Linked DNA regions of Danio rerio: region 1 is linked to region 2. The links are chromatin contacts, called in public HiCAR-type maps. All regions are on one chromosome and are shown on one strand. Each heading gives the region's core, a stretch centred on a gene start, on an enhancer-like site or on the middle of the called end of the contact. The rest is flanking DNA. Distances are from core to core; before and after follow the strand shown. Region 1 holds the start of epb41l5 (erythrocyte membrane protein band 4.1 like 5). Region 2 holds the start of ramp1 (receptor activity modifying protein 1).

Region 1 (5,999 bases), core at 1,711-4,210, 72 kb after region 2:
AAGTGTATGTACAGCTAATAAAATGAAGCTAATTTAAGCACATTACTTACATTATCAAATATTATGCAAGTTGTTTAGTGCTTTTAATTATTAAAGAGTTTACAGCAAAAAGAAATGCAAATTATGACCAAATCATTTTCAGAATTATGTGAAAAGACCCTTTACTAGACACAAAAGGACAAAACGCTTGTAAAAATGAATTGTGTAGCTTAAGAACTATAAACTTATAACTACTTAAGAACTATAAACTATAAACCCACTGGCAGGAAAAAAAACGGCAAAAAGAAAAGAAAGAATTAAAAACATTGTGTCCTCCCTTCACATGCAAAGATGGTGTTTGTATTAAAGCCATGGCAGCAAAACACAGGCTGTTTAATGGTACAAATTAGGGCTGCACAATATAATTTCAGCATCGATATCGCAATGTGCACATCCACAAGTCACATCGCAGGATCTGCAACGTAAAATCAGGATCACAGTTGAGTAGGAGTTAAAAAAAAAAAACACACACACACGATTGTCGGGTAATTGCAAAGTTTACCCATAAACCCAAAAAGTAAAGTATTGATGGCTGGATACTTTACTTGAAAGCTCAGATGCGATTTTCATAGTTAGCTTTGTTTACAGAGTTTAAAATTTACTGTATCATTATTGTTGACATCTTAAAGTTTGCTTTGTTCAGCGTTCACACTTTACCATTGCACACACATTGTAACATTACAATTATCAAGTTTGAGACTCTCTTTAAACACTTATGTGTTAAAGTTGTGTAATGTAGATAAACTAGTAATGTTGTAAATTAAAGTAGTAATGTTGGTCAATTAAAATAAGGTGGTTATATTAAAAGAAAGTTAATTTAAAAAATCATAATATTCCTAAATGTACTGTAAAAATGCAATAATGATTGATACCAAATGATATGAAACATGATATCGTGATATTTTGTTTGCAGTATTTTCCGGCCCTAGGTGCAGCCCTAGTACAACTTAGACTGAGGTTGTAAAATGGTAAAGAAATAAATAATAATGTACATGTGTTATAGCAAAAACAGGTTTCATTTGAATGTCTGACTCATATGTTTTGATCATGACAGCTTCTTATGATTTCCCAATCTGATCAGTTTAAGTCAAGGTAGTTAAAATTGACAAAGCCTTTTCAAACTGAGCAAGTTACATATGCCAATTAATTACACCTCTAGTCACCACCACTCACTCACTCACTGCATGCTCAGGTTTTCTCCCAGGATTATGTAATAAGAACACAATGGAGAGCATTCTCTCTGCCCTAATAGAGTATCCATGTGACTCGGTAGGCAAGGACAAGTTTCTGTCCGAGCACAGGCTGAAAGCTGATGTCTGGGATTCAGCCTTGAACTTCAGTTGAGATCATCTTTGTGAAACGCATTTAGATTTTTTTCACAATTCAACCACAACAACAACTGACAAGACGCTGAACAAGCAGATTTGGTTATGAAGAAAGTTTATTCAACTCACCGGCAGGTCAACACTGACATCTGTGCCGTCTAACAAAGACACTCGACAGGTGATGATGGACTTGGCATCTCCAGCAGCTGGGATGTGTGTTGTGGCTCGCTGGGCTTCCCTGAGTCGAGCTTTCTCAGCATGTTTGCGGATGGACCGCCTGCCCAGAGTCCGGCGTAGGAAGCTCAACATGTTTAGGAAGATCTGTTAGTCCAGTCTGAAACAAAGATCATATCCATATCCATTTAAATGGATAGTATAACTTAAAGCGAAAGTGATGTTGTCATTTTCTCACCCCTAAACTGTTTAAATTTCTTTTTATGTTAAACAAAAAAGATTTTATTTTGAAGAATGTTTGAAACTGGTTGTCATTGACTTTCATAGCTTTTTCCCTCCACACTACTGTCAATGGCCCAAGTTTAAAAAAAATTCTTCAGAATGAAGGCCTTTGTGTTCAACAGAAAAAAATAAACTCCTAATAGTCTTGAAGAACATTTTCACCTTGAGGTAAACTACTCCTTTAACTAGTTTATTTGTGCTGTCTTGCCATATAGTCATGTCATAATAAAAGCACAGACTGGCACCTTTTTTGAACATTTACCTAAGTTTTTGTTAAACAATTCTAGCTACTATTATGTAAATGACATCTGAAATAAGACAAGAAAAACAAGAAAAAACATCAGTCAAAGTCAAAACATGAATGTCCTCCTAACAACATTTTGGTCCAAATTCTATAAAACAATTTTATGCGGGAAAAATTGTCTAAATCTATAACTATTAATATAGTTTAACAAACTGCAACGTTAATATTTAAGAAAGTTACCTTTATGTTTTCTTTCTGCTTAAATAAGTTAACTTACTATGACGTGTTACTGTACTACGCCTCAGGTAAACATGTAACGTTAGCGTTTCGTTGTGTTTTGTTGCAAATTATTGTTAACAAGTTATATTAATTGAAAATACATCAAATCAATAAACAAAAAACGGCAAATAATCTGAAAACATCGTACAAAAGTCATAACGCTGTTGTCAGGCGTGAACGCGCAAAATCTAAACGGTTTCATTCTTCTCACGATCACGCGCTTACTGACTGAACTCCACTGACACCTGTTAGCTCAAGAATAAACTACGTATAACTTATATTCAATGGCGGAGCAATACATCGGGTAGTTATTTAATGATACGAGGAGCCAGAAATCATAATACAACCACGACCAGAGATAAATCAAATTTTGTCCCGAGATAAAGCGCGTCCACCTCAGTGATGACCGACTCGAGCCGTCCTCGCGCGCACTGTGCGAATCCACTTGTTGATCTTCAGCCCAGAGACAAAAGCGACACTCACTGCAGATTGACGAATATCCCGCCGGTCAAACGCTCCTCAAGCAGCGGCTTTTGTCAGTAAAACACTTTGTGTTTAGAAATCTCCATCTTCTACGCCGCAGCGTGCTTCAGTCGCCGTATTTTTGTTTGAGACGAGTGTAACAGATATTCTCCCTGTCCGAAAGATAGTGGGGTGGCTGTTTTCCCTCAGGAAATGACGTCACGTAAATCCCCAAAAGTGGATTTACATTTAAAGGGCCGGTGCGAGGTGAGAATGGACTGGATGCTTTCAATGCTTACATTAAGTACGTTCTTACAACGAAATGTAAGAAAATAAATAAATAGTGTGTGTTTTTTTTAAACTGTAATCACCCAAGGCGTGTATGTCTGAAAGGCCAAATAAAAAAAGTTACCAAATAAATATCATGAAGAATCCAGTTTGACATCTCAATCCAGTTTCATAGACAGTAAATACAAAATGAGTGACAGAAATCAAAATAAACTTCTGAACGCAATCTTAATGAAATGGTAATGGAGCAATTCCATGCAAATGTCAACCTTGCCATGAAATGAATTAAGTTTTCTAAAATATTGAAACCCTTTCAGTTTTTTATGAAAGCAAGTATTTCACAGTACTTTAGAAATACTCAAAAATGTTTCTGTCAGTGTTTTCGAGCTATTATATTTGATTTATCAAAGTCACACAAGTGCCAATTTCACATGATCCGACACATCCATAACGGAGAGAAGTCATCCATGACACTTTTTTTCCTCATATATGTAAAATATTAAATAAAATCAATCATGTTTTTTCTACAGAGAACCAACTCTTATCCTTTTGATTGTCAGTATCACTTTTGGCTTGTGCAGTTCAATTCACAGAAATTTTATGTTGTATACTGCAAACTTTTTTTGGTCACATCCACAACGCATGTTTATTTTCCTTATTTAAAGAACATGTTTACAGATTGATATTTTTCTGATCTTATAACTCTGTGGTCAGTTGTTCTGGAAAATATAAACAAATTGTTCAATATAATGTTAACATATACTTTTTATGTGAACTGACGTTTTGAGTTTTTACTGCAAATGTCACATTCATAATGCTGGAGTTGCTCAATGGATGACCAAATTAACACACTATGGTATTTATTTGCATTACCAATTCTACCTTCTTTGATGTTGTTAGTGATATAAGAAATTAATCATTCAGAATCATGTCAATTTTATAACTAAGTATTATAACATTTAAATATTGAATGTAGGTATTGATTAGTCTCAAAAGCTTAAACCAGTTTGAAAATGTTTACTTAAAATCAACAAACCCTAAAACTAAAATATAATTTGCAGGCATTTCAAAATGAAAAAAACTTTTAACAGCAAATGGTTGTTGTATGTATATTTAAAACATGTCAAATAATAAAAAAGCAAGTGTAAATCTAAACTCAAGACTCAACTAAACAAATAAACAAACTTTCTAGTTACAACATAGCTCAGTCAGGTAAAGGTGTGCAGCATATATTTTTTTCCAACAGCACCACCAACTGGTAACTGAAGACGTCAAACTGCTGTATCCTCACAAAAGATCGTGTCAAGATCTTGAAGGAAGTAATTAAATCACTCAATGTAACCATGCACACAAATCTCAACACATCCTTACACAAACCAACCCATATCACACAACTTATTTTTATTTAAAAGAGTTTCTTTTTAATATACAACCTTGTATGTACACTATAATATTTTCATAAAAATGGACAAGTGGCACAAACTTGACCTTCCTGTTATTTTCAGCAAATAAAACGTTAACACCAGTCTACAGTTGTACATCTTTTGTTGAAAAAGTGCTGTCTTTCCCACAAGGTAGAGGGCCTGTATTTTCTCCCAAATTGCATGTTGTAATCCTGTATTGAATGTCTTTTGGTGTAACCTGTAACATGTTGAGCATAGAAACACATTATTTGGTCCTAAAACCAAGGTTCTCCAGCAAGTGTGATCACAACAAAAATGACAAATGACTGACTGTAAAAATAGATAGTACCTTAGAAAAACTACATGTATGGACAAATTCAGCTCTGCATGTAACTAGAGATAACCTGTTAAACCGGACAATGCATCACACATTTCATTCGAGAGCGTTATGATTAAAATGTCTTAAAACAGCAACATCTTATCACGAGAAACCAATGTTATTTTGTCAAAATAGATGCAAATGCTGGATTCAATGGATTCTAAACATGTGATCGAAAAACTAGGGCTCAATTAAATAAATGAAATATAATCAGATGAATGAACCAGATGTGTTAAACCAGGCCATTATTTAAAAAAAAAACACACACATACAGACGGCAGAAACATACAGTAATAACACATACTGGACACACTCTCCACGTGCTAATGTTAGGGGGATATTCTGCAATGCGCAGTCTGCTGTAAGAAACAAACAGGTCAACCATGAACTCCAACACACTAATGCTTTTGCCACACTGAGGTGTGTAACATTCATTTAAAACAACACAAGAAGCAGTTCTAATTTGCAACATATAAACATTACATCACCTACAGAGGACATTAACACCCTTTAACTCATTTTAAAGGCTCGCAGAGTTCATTTTTAGGGGAACGTCTGCATTTGGACTGATCTAATATCTGTTTTTGAAACAATTATATTCCATATTTAAATTTAATGTCGAGTTTGTGGCTTTGAATTTATATTTTACACACAGTTTCTTACATTTTATAAGCAAATGGGAGGAATATTTCCAGTAATTAAAATTCAATGTCAGTCTTTTTCTCACTCAAAGCTATTGTTTGGCTTTAAAAAAGTGTAGTAAGGTATGTTGCTATTAAGTTGCAGGCTTTCACTGAATGCAAATGAGCAGAATTAACATTTTTCAAAACATCTCCTTTTATGTTCAATCGACAAAAGAACATCATATGGGTTTGGACAGACATACAGATGAGTAAATAAATCACAATACTTTCATTTTTAGATGAATCCTTTAAGAGACTGAACTGATATTTTGCATTGAATCTGTTATGCAAAGCGCTTCAGTCTCTGTTGATAGCACTGAAGTTTGACAGCAATATAAATAAAACAGTTGAAAGAAAACAAACCAAACAAAATCATCATGAAACACCAGTTTGATGGGTAAGTAGTTACGCTGAAGGAGCAGGGCTCAAAAATTAAAACTA
Region 2 (6,144 bases), core at 675-3,174:
CAGTTGGAATACAACATATGGCATTGTGACCTATTTTGAAATGCATATCAAAGTTTTTGTTCACATCTTTTCGCAAAGCATAAAACACGCTTCATTTCAGACCTGGCCATGGTTAACAGACACTCATCCTGAGTTCACTTCCTCAGAGTTTCAAAGTCAGAAGATTCCCCTGCTAAATCTACATATTTTATAGCGCACTCACTGCAGTGAGCTTAACTGGAGCAGAAGTGTTTATCCAAGAGTCACAGATTTTTACAGGCTGATTGCATTTTTTTTCTGCAGTTGCGTGAGCATAATGCCTTTCTCTTGTGTGAATCCATTAGCACCCTGTTTCCTTTTTTGTCACCCAAACGGATGTTTGTTACTGTCACAAACAAGAAAATGTCATATTTCTCACTGTCAGGTCAGTTCATGTCAACAAATCGCTTGCAGTTGCATTGAAATTCTTAATAGACATTCTTCCACAAAAGTATGGCATGAAGCTTTGGCGAGTAATATAGCGGTCCCAATTGAATGGTGACAGAAAATCAAGGAAAGCAGAGAGCTGCTTGTTAGTCATGCTCGGCACAGCTCAGGCAGCTTGTTAAGGTAAGTGTGAAATGAATTCTTTCCAACAGGAGGAGGTTGCCATGCATTATTAATTAGAAAATTAGATAATTGACCCATACGTGGGAGGGCTTGTCACTTATGAATTTATGTCTTTATGCAAAATTTTCAACCCCTGTGTATTGTGAAAAATACCGGGGTCAGAGCATTTGTGTTTTTTTTTTACCAAAAAAGCATTACAGTGGCGATCAAATTAATTCATAGTTTTATATGTTTTCTGTCAACACTTTCAGTGCTTACAACTGTGCGTAGTACCCAAAATCAAAATATATTTATATAAAAATTAGTTTTTTAGACATTTAAACAGTAAAAAATAAATGAACAACAATGGTGCAACATATAATATCAGCATAATAAACAATATTCTTACAGCAAATACTGTTAATTAATAATGCTACAAATATATTTGAAAACCAACTGCTTAAGAAACCAAGCCATATTTTTATTATAGTACTAGTGTGTAGCTAACCTGTTTTTTGGCATAACCACATTATATATAATTAGTTTCACTGCAGCTACAGTTTAATTAACATTTTTAATTTTTAGTTTTATTCGTAGTAAACCAATGGTTAATTTTCATAAGGCACTAAATAAAACGTTTTCCAAAATATTTGGTTCTATAAATACAAACTCATGCTTTATTATAGTTTAATCGTTTAGTTAAGCGTTTAGTTAAGTGTTAAAATGACAACTACAACAAAGTTCAATGTTATTTACGGTTGAACAATAAATAAATAAAATAAATAAAAAACAGTCAATATTTGCTTAATTGTGTTAACATTTGCTGAGGAATATCCACAGTGACTAGCGCTAGTCCTTCAAACTACATAATACTTTCTCATTTGTTTCAGCTTTTTCTACTTTTTTTTTGTATTTTCTAGCCTTCATGGAATTTAATAACATGCATAATAGGCAGGAATGCAGGCAACAAACAGGACAAACCAGTTTAACTTACCAGCTACCAAGACGAAAAGCGCGTGTCTCCACGACACTGATGCCATGACGCGTCAATGTCAAACACAAGTTTTTTTTGTTGGTCGGTTAATCGTCGCTATTCCTTCACAGCTAGACACATCTGAGCGTCTGTCAGCTAATTGTTCATACAGTTTCATTCAGCGCTGGTTCTGCACTGAAGACGTTGAAGGAAGGAAGAAATCCTCTATTCCACTCAGCCAGCATGCCCTGTGTTTCATAAAGTACTGCTTTAGCGTCAAAATAAGCCCAAACGAGCACCTGTCTGAAGCGGGTCTCGGGTCAGCTGGAGCGCGCGCTCAGTAGTTCTCGTGGTTGGTCGGGCGCGCGGTGGCGGCGCGTCTACTGAAAGATGCGAGCTGCGCTTGTGGGAACATTATACGAGAAGCGCCTCCCTCACTGCTCATCAACTTATGCTAGCTAATAATAAACATCAAACTAATTGATTGCAGAAGTGAGGAAACCACTACGATTCACTCTGCGGTTAATGAAAAGGAAACATTTGCAGCCCCAATATCATGCAAGGTTTTAGTGTTCATTTTGTTTCTTCCAATTTTACTCCCGTCTTCTTCATTTGCAATTTATAAATAGTGAATACACCCAATGCTATTAATAAATAAATAACACAAAAGAAATTCGACTCGAAACTTTCTGTGTAGCTTACTGGTGCAAATTTTTATGTCCAAATGTAAATTCGTAATTTAGGAAACCAGCCCCAGTAAACGTGAGATGATACGCCATCTGTGGTCATAATCTGAATTACAGGTGCATTTGCCAAAATGATTAGTTGGTCTGATCATTAAAGCATCAGCAGCAGTGCTGCTAGAATTAAGTAGCAGAAAAACGAATGGAATTTTCTTAGTGGGGCTTTAGCATTGCACAATAAATTTATAAAAAATTACAAATTTAAGATTTGTGACAAAACGTTTCTAAGTTAACCCTGTGGTTCTAATACATATTTGGTAGGTTTATTATGAGTTGTTGATATTTTACACAGAAGTCAAAAATTAGGTTACGTAGGATTGGGTTATATGCTTATATGTAATCTTAAGCGTATAATCAGACCTAGAAAAATACATATTTTAGTTCGATTGTGCATCAAAAAAAGTTCATAATCAGTTGCCTTTTTAACTACATGATAAAATTATTGAAATAGTTCAACCTAATACTCAATTCAAGCACGACAAGAAAATACAGTACCCAATAATAATTCCATTCAAATCTATTAAATAAATGAGTTAGGCCAAAAGTAATCTAAAAGCAGTTGGAATACTTTAATGTGTGTAATTGTTCCAATATTCATAATGAATTGTAATTAAACCATTTATCCATCAATGGGTGAAAACTATTCATCTAAAGCAGGTCGCACACCAGAAGCGCCACTCGGCGCCGCGACACGGCGCGTACATGACAGATTAAAGTATCGCACACCAGACGCGCACATTCGAATGATATTTAACATGAAACTAATCAGATGGCGCTCTGTGGCGCGGCTGAAAAATGAACTGCGTCCTAAAGCAGGTCGCACACCAGAAGCGCCACGCAGCGCCATGTATTTTAGAATTCTAAACATAGGTTTCTATCAGGATACACACACCGGCGCCGCAAGTCGGCGGCTGTCGGCGGCGCCCGGCGACGGCTCAGGACGCAGTTCATTTTTCAGCCGCGCCACAGAGCGCCATCTGATTAGTTTCATGTTAAATATCATTCGAATGTGCGCGTCTGGTGTGTGATACTTTAAACTGTCATGTACGCGCCGTGTCGCGGCGCCGAGCGGCGCTTATGGTGTGCGACCTGCTTAAGGGTCTTAATCAAGTTTTTAATTCAGTGACTAGCAATAACAACAACAAAATATGTCCTTTAGAAATGTTATACAAATCCTTTAATCCAAAAATGTTCAAAATAGGGCCATGGTAACCTTTAATTTGGCCCACCATCCCATCTGACAAGAGAATGAGAATGATGAGCATGGTTTATAGACTGTCATTTCTACTTAATCTAACTTTTTGTTTGTTTGTTTTGTTGCTAAGCCCCCCAAAAAACAAATGGAAATTACATGTTTCAGTTGAATGAATTAGATTTTTTTTAAATGCACATACTGTCACCCGATGGATTGGGCACAATGCAGAGAAATCAGTGAGCAAATGGGAACAAAAGCTGATATTGCTTGACTAGTGTACTCAGCATTGAACTCCACTGTGCTATAAAAAATGTGACTGTATTTTCCATTTTAATCAAATTATACTGCTTTAGCTACTAGGATTTTAAGAAAAAAATTATATTTTTTAAAAATTATGAAATAAATTAGCAATAGTAACTTTATAGCCCAATTATATTTGGTTTTGGCCCCCCTGCTTTAAATAGTAATTTACTAGATTTTTTTTTTGATACTGTAGTTTTTTTACAAATACTACTGTTGTCAAATAAATTTCCTACTTTATGGTGGGAAATATTACCCTGTGTGTTTGCCACTATGTGAGCTTCCAATTTTGTATACAAGCCTGAGGACCCGAGCGTGATCCTATCCGACTGGTGAAGCTCTCTGGCTCCACCTGCTGCCACACTGGACATTTCATCCTCCCTGTGAGGGGAAACGAACAACCACAATTACCCAATGATAAATACATTCACTCATAAAGACTTGAATAATTTTTAGTTTTACCTGAGTAAGTGGCACCTCTGGGTTAAAGGAAATGACAGCATCACGTTTATGTTCAGGGAGCATTAATAGTTGGCTTCTACAATCCTTGACACTCAATTTTCATGATTATTTTGTGCACAATTTGCTGTTGCTTGTTGTATAAATGTGCATCAATTTTTTTTTCTGCCTGACCACACTTATTACACTAATACGGTTTAAAAATGATTGGTATAAAAGTTCAATATAACTCAATACACAGTAAAACCCAAAAAGTTAAGGTAACAAACCATTTGAGAAAACTGATAGCAACAAACCATTTAAGTTTAAAAACTAATCTTAATGAGTACTTTGAACTTAGTCCATTTGAGTAAACAAAGCAATTTGAGCACAGTAAAACCCAATAAATGAAGAGAACTTAAACCAACTGAGTACTGTAAAACCCAAATTATGCCAACTCAAACTGTTTAAGGAAACTGATTGAAACAAACCATTTAAGTTTTAAAAAACTAATCTATATAGAAGTACCTTGCATAAACTTACTCTATTTAAGTAGACGTAATGAGGTATTTAATTAACTCATTACCTTCAACAGTTCAAAACTCTTTTAAAATGAGTAGAATTAACTTTCAGTAAATTTGAGTTAACTACACTCATTTCGTTTGATTAAGTTAACTGTTGGGTTTTACAGTATACCTTTACATTACTATGCCTATCAATCAGCAAAGTTTAAGATTAAATGAAACAATTATTTCCTTGAAGAAATAGTGTGAGTGGAAATTTTTCAGAATACTCCAAACTGTACACACAAAAGCACTAGTCAATAACCATGTTAAAATTCCCTTTACTCAAAGAACGTCTCACATCATACAAAATGACAAGGCTTACAGTGTATAACACTTTTCAGCGTATCGAAATAAACAGATCACTGCTGACATCTACAGATCATTAATATAATATGTAAATAAGCCTACACTGAGACGCAGAGAACAAACGTGATTAGCATATACATATATTCCTGCTATAACAGCTTTCTGTGATTGAGCATTTCCAATAATCAGAGCATGAATATCATATAAACACCTTTTCAGAAGTTTAACTTACAATTTCTCGCACAAAAACTGCTTGTATAAAAAGTTGATAACTGACCTTTAAATATTTGATTCCAGTGATTTCAGATCCAGTGATTTATAGCGAGAATGCAGTTTTCAGTGTACTGAAAAATAGCAGCAATTGCTTATGGAGTTTACACAGGAGGAAAAGAAAGGGTTAATGAAAGGCCTCTAGTATCACACCTAAAACATTTTAGCTGGTTACGTTGTCCAGTTTAATACTGCACAAGTCAGAGACGTCTCAGCTGCTCCTGTATCTTCTAAAAAATCAAATTCAGCATCTTTAAAAAAATTCTGTCATCATTTACTTCAAATGGTTCCAAACGTATAAGAGTTTCTTTCAGGTCAGTTTTTGATCCCCATTTTGCTTTTTATAGTAGGGACAAAAATGGGAAAACCAGCATTAAGAGGGATTTGGTTACCCACATTATTCAGAATATATTTAATATTAAACAGGAAACTCAGCTTTGGAACAACTTGAAGCTGAAAAAAATAATGAACCTTTTCATTTCTGGGTTAATCGACCCTTTTAAAGCTGCTATTACACACTACACTGAATACTCAGTGAAATATGTCAGTTAAACAGATGACAAATGACATTATGCTGCAATGAGTTCATGTCATGTACATTAAAAAAAATATTATATGAACTATTAAAATAAGGCAGGTCATAACTACAGTGTTTGGATAAAAACAGCATTGATAAAAGATCCAAACAGCAGATCTTGGCTCAGCGACTTGACGACTGCATGTTGGCCAGTGCTAACAGTGCTCTAACAACTGTGCAGTTAAGAGTAGTACTTAAAGCGCAATAAG

What was found. HiCAR-type assays count read pairs that join an accessible place to other places.
Region 1: a HiCAR-type map of caudal fin shows a contact between it and region 2, with 3 times the contacts expected there. The contact joins the promoter of epb41l5 here to the promoter of ramp1 in region 2. A contact is called at or near these places in 2 of 4 datasets of contacts at active chromatin or transcription factors (caudal fin and embryo).

The regions. Positions count from the first base shown.
Region 1 is chr9:30,608,042-30,614,040 of GRCz12tu, forward strand. epb41l5 (erythrocyte membrane protein band 4.1 like 5) reads right to left here and starts at 2,961. Exons shown (of 26, transcript NM_200089.2): 1 at 2,827-2,961; 2 at 1,494-1,698. The coding sequence starts at 1,673. It also overlaps a transcript of ptpn4a not described here.
Region 2 is chr9:30,537,325-30,543,468 of GRCz12tu, forward strand. ramp1 (receptor activity modifying protein 1) reads right to left here and starts at 1,925. Exons shown (of 3, transcript NM_001002693.2): 1 at 1,562-1,925. The coding sequence starts at 1,607. It overlaps epb41l5 (erythrocyte membrane protein band 4.1 like 5), which reads right to left. Exons shown (of 26, transcript NM_200089.2): 26 at 5,045-6,144. It overlaps LOC141376144 (a long non-coding RNA gene), which reads left to right and starts at 3,382. Exons shown (of 2, transcript XR_012385452.1): 1 at 3,382-4,384; 2 at 4,498-5,945.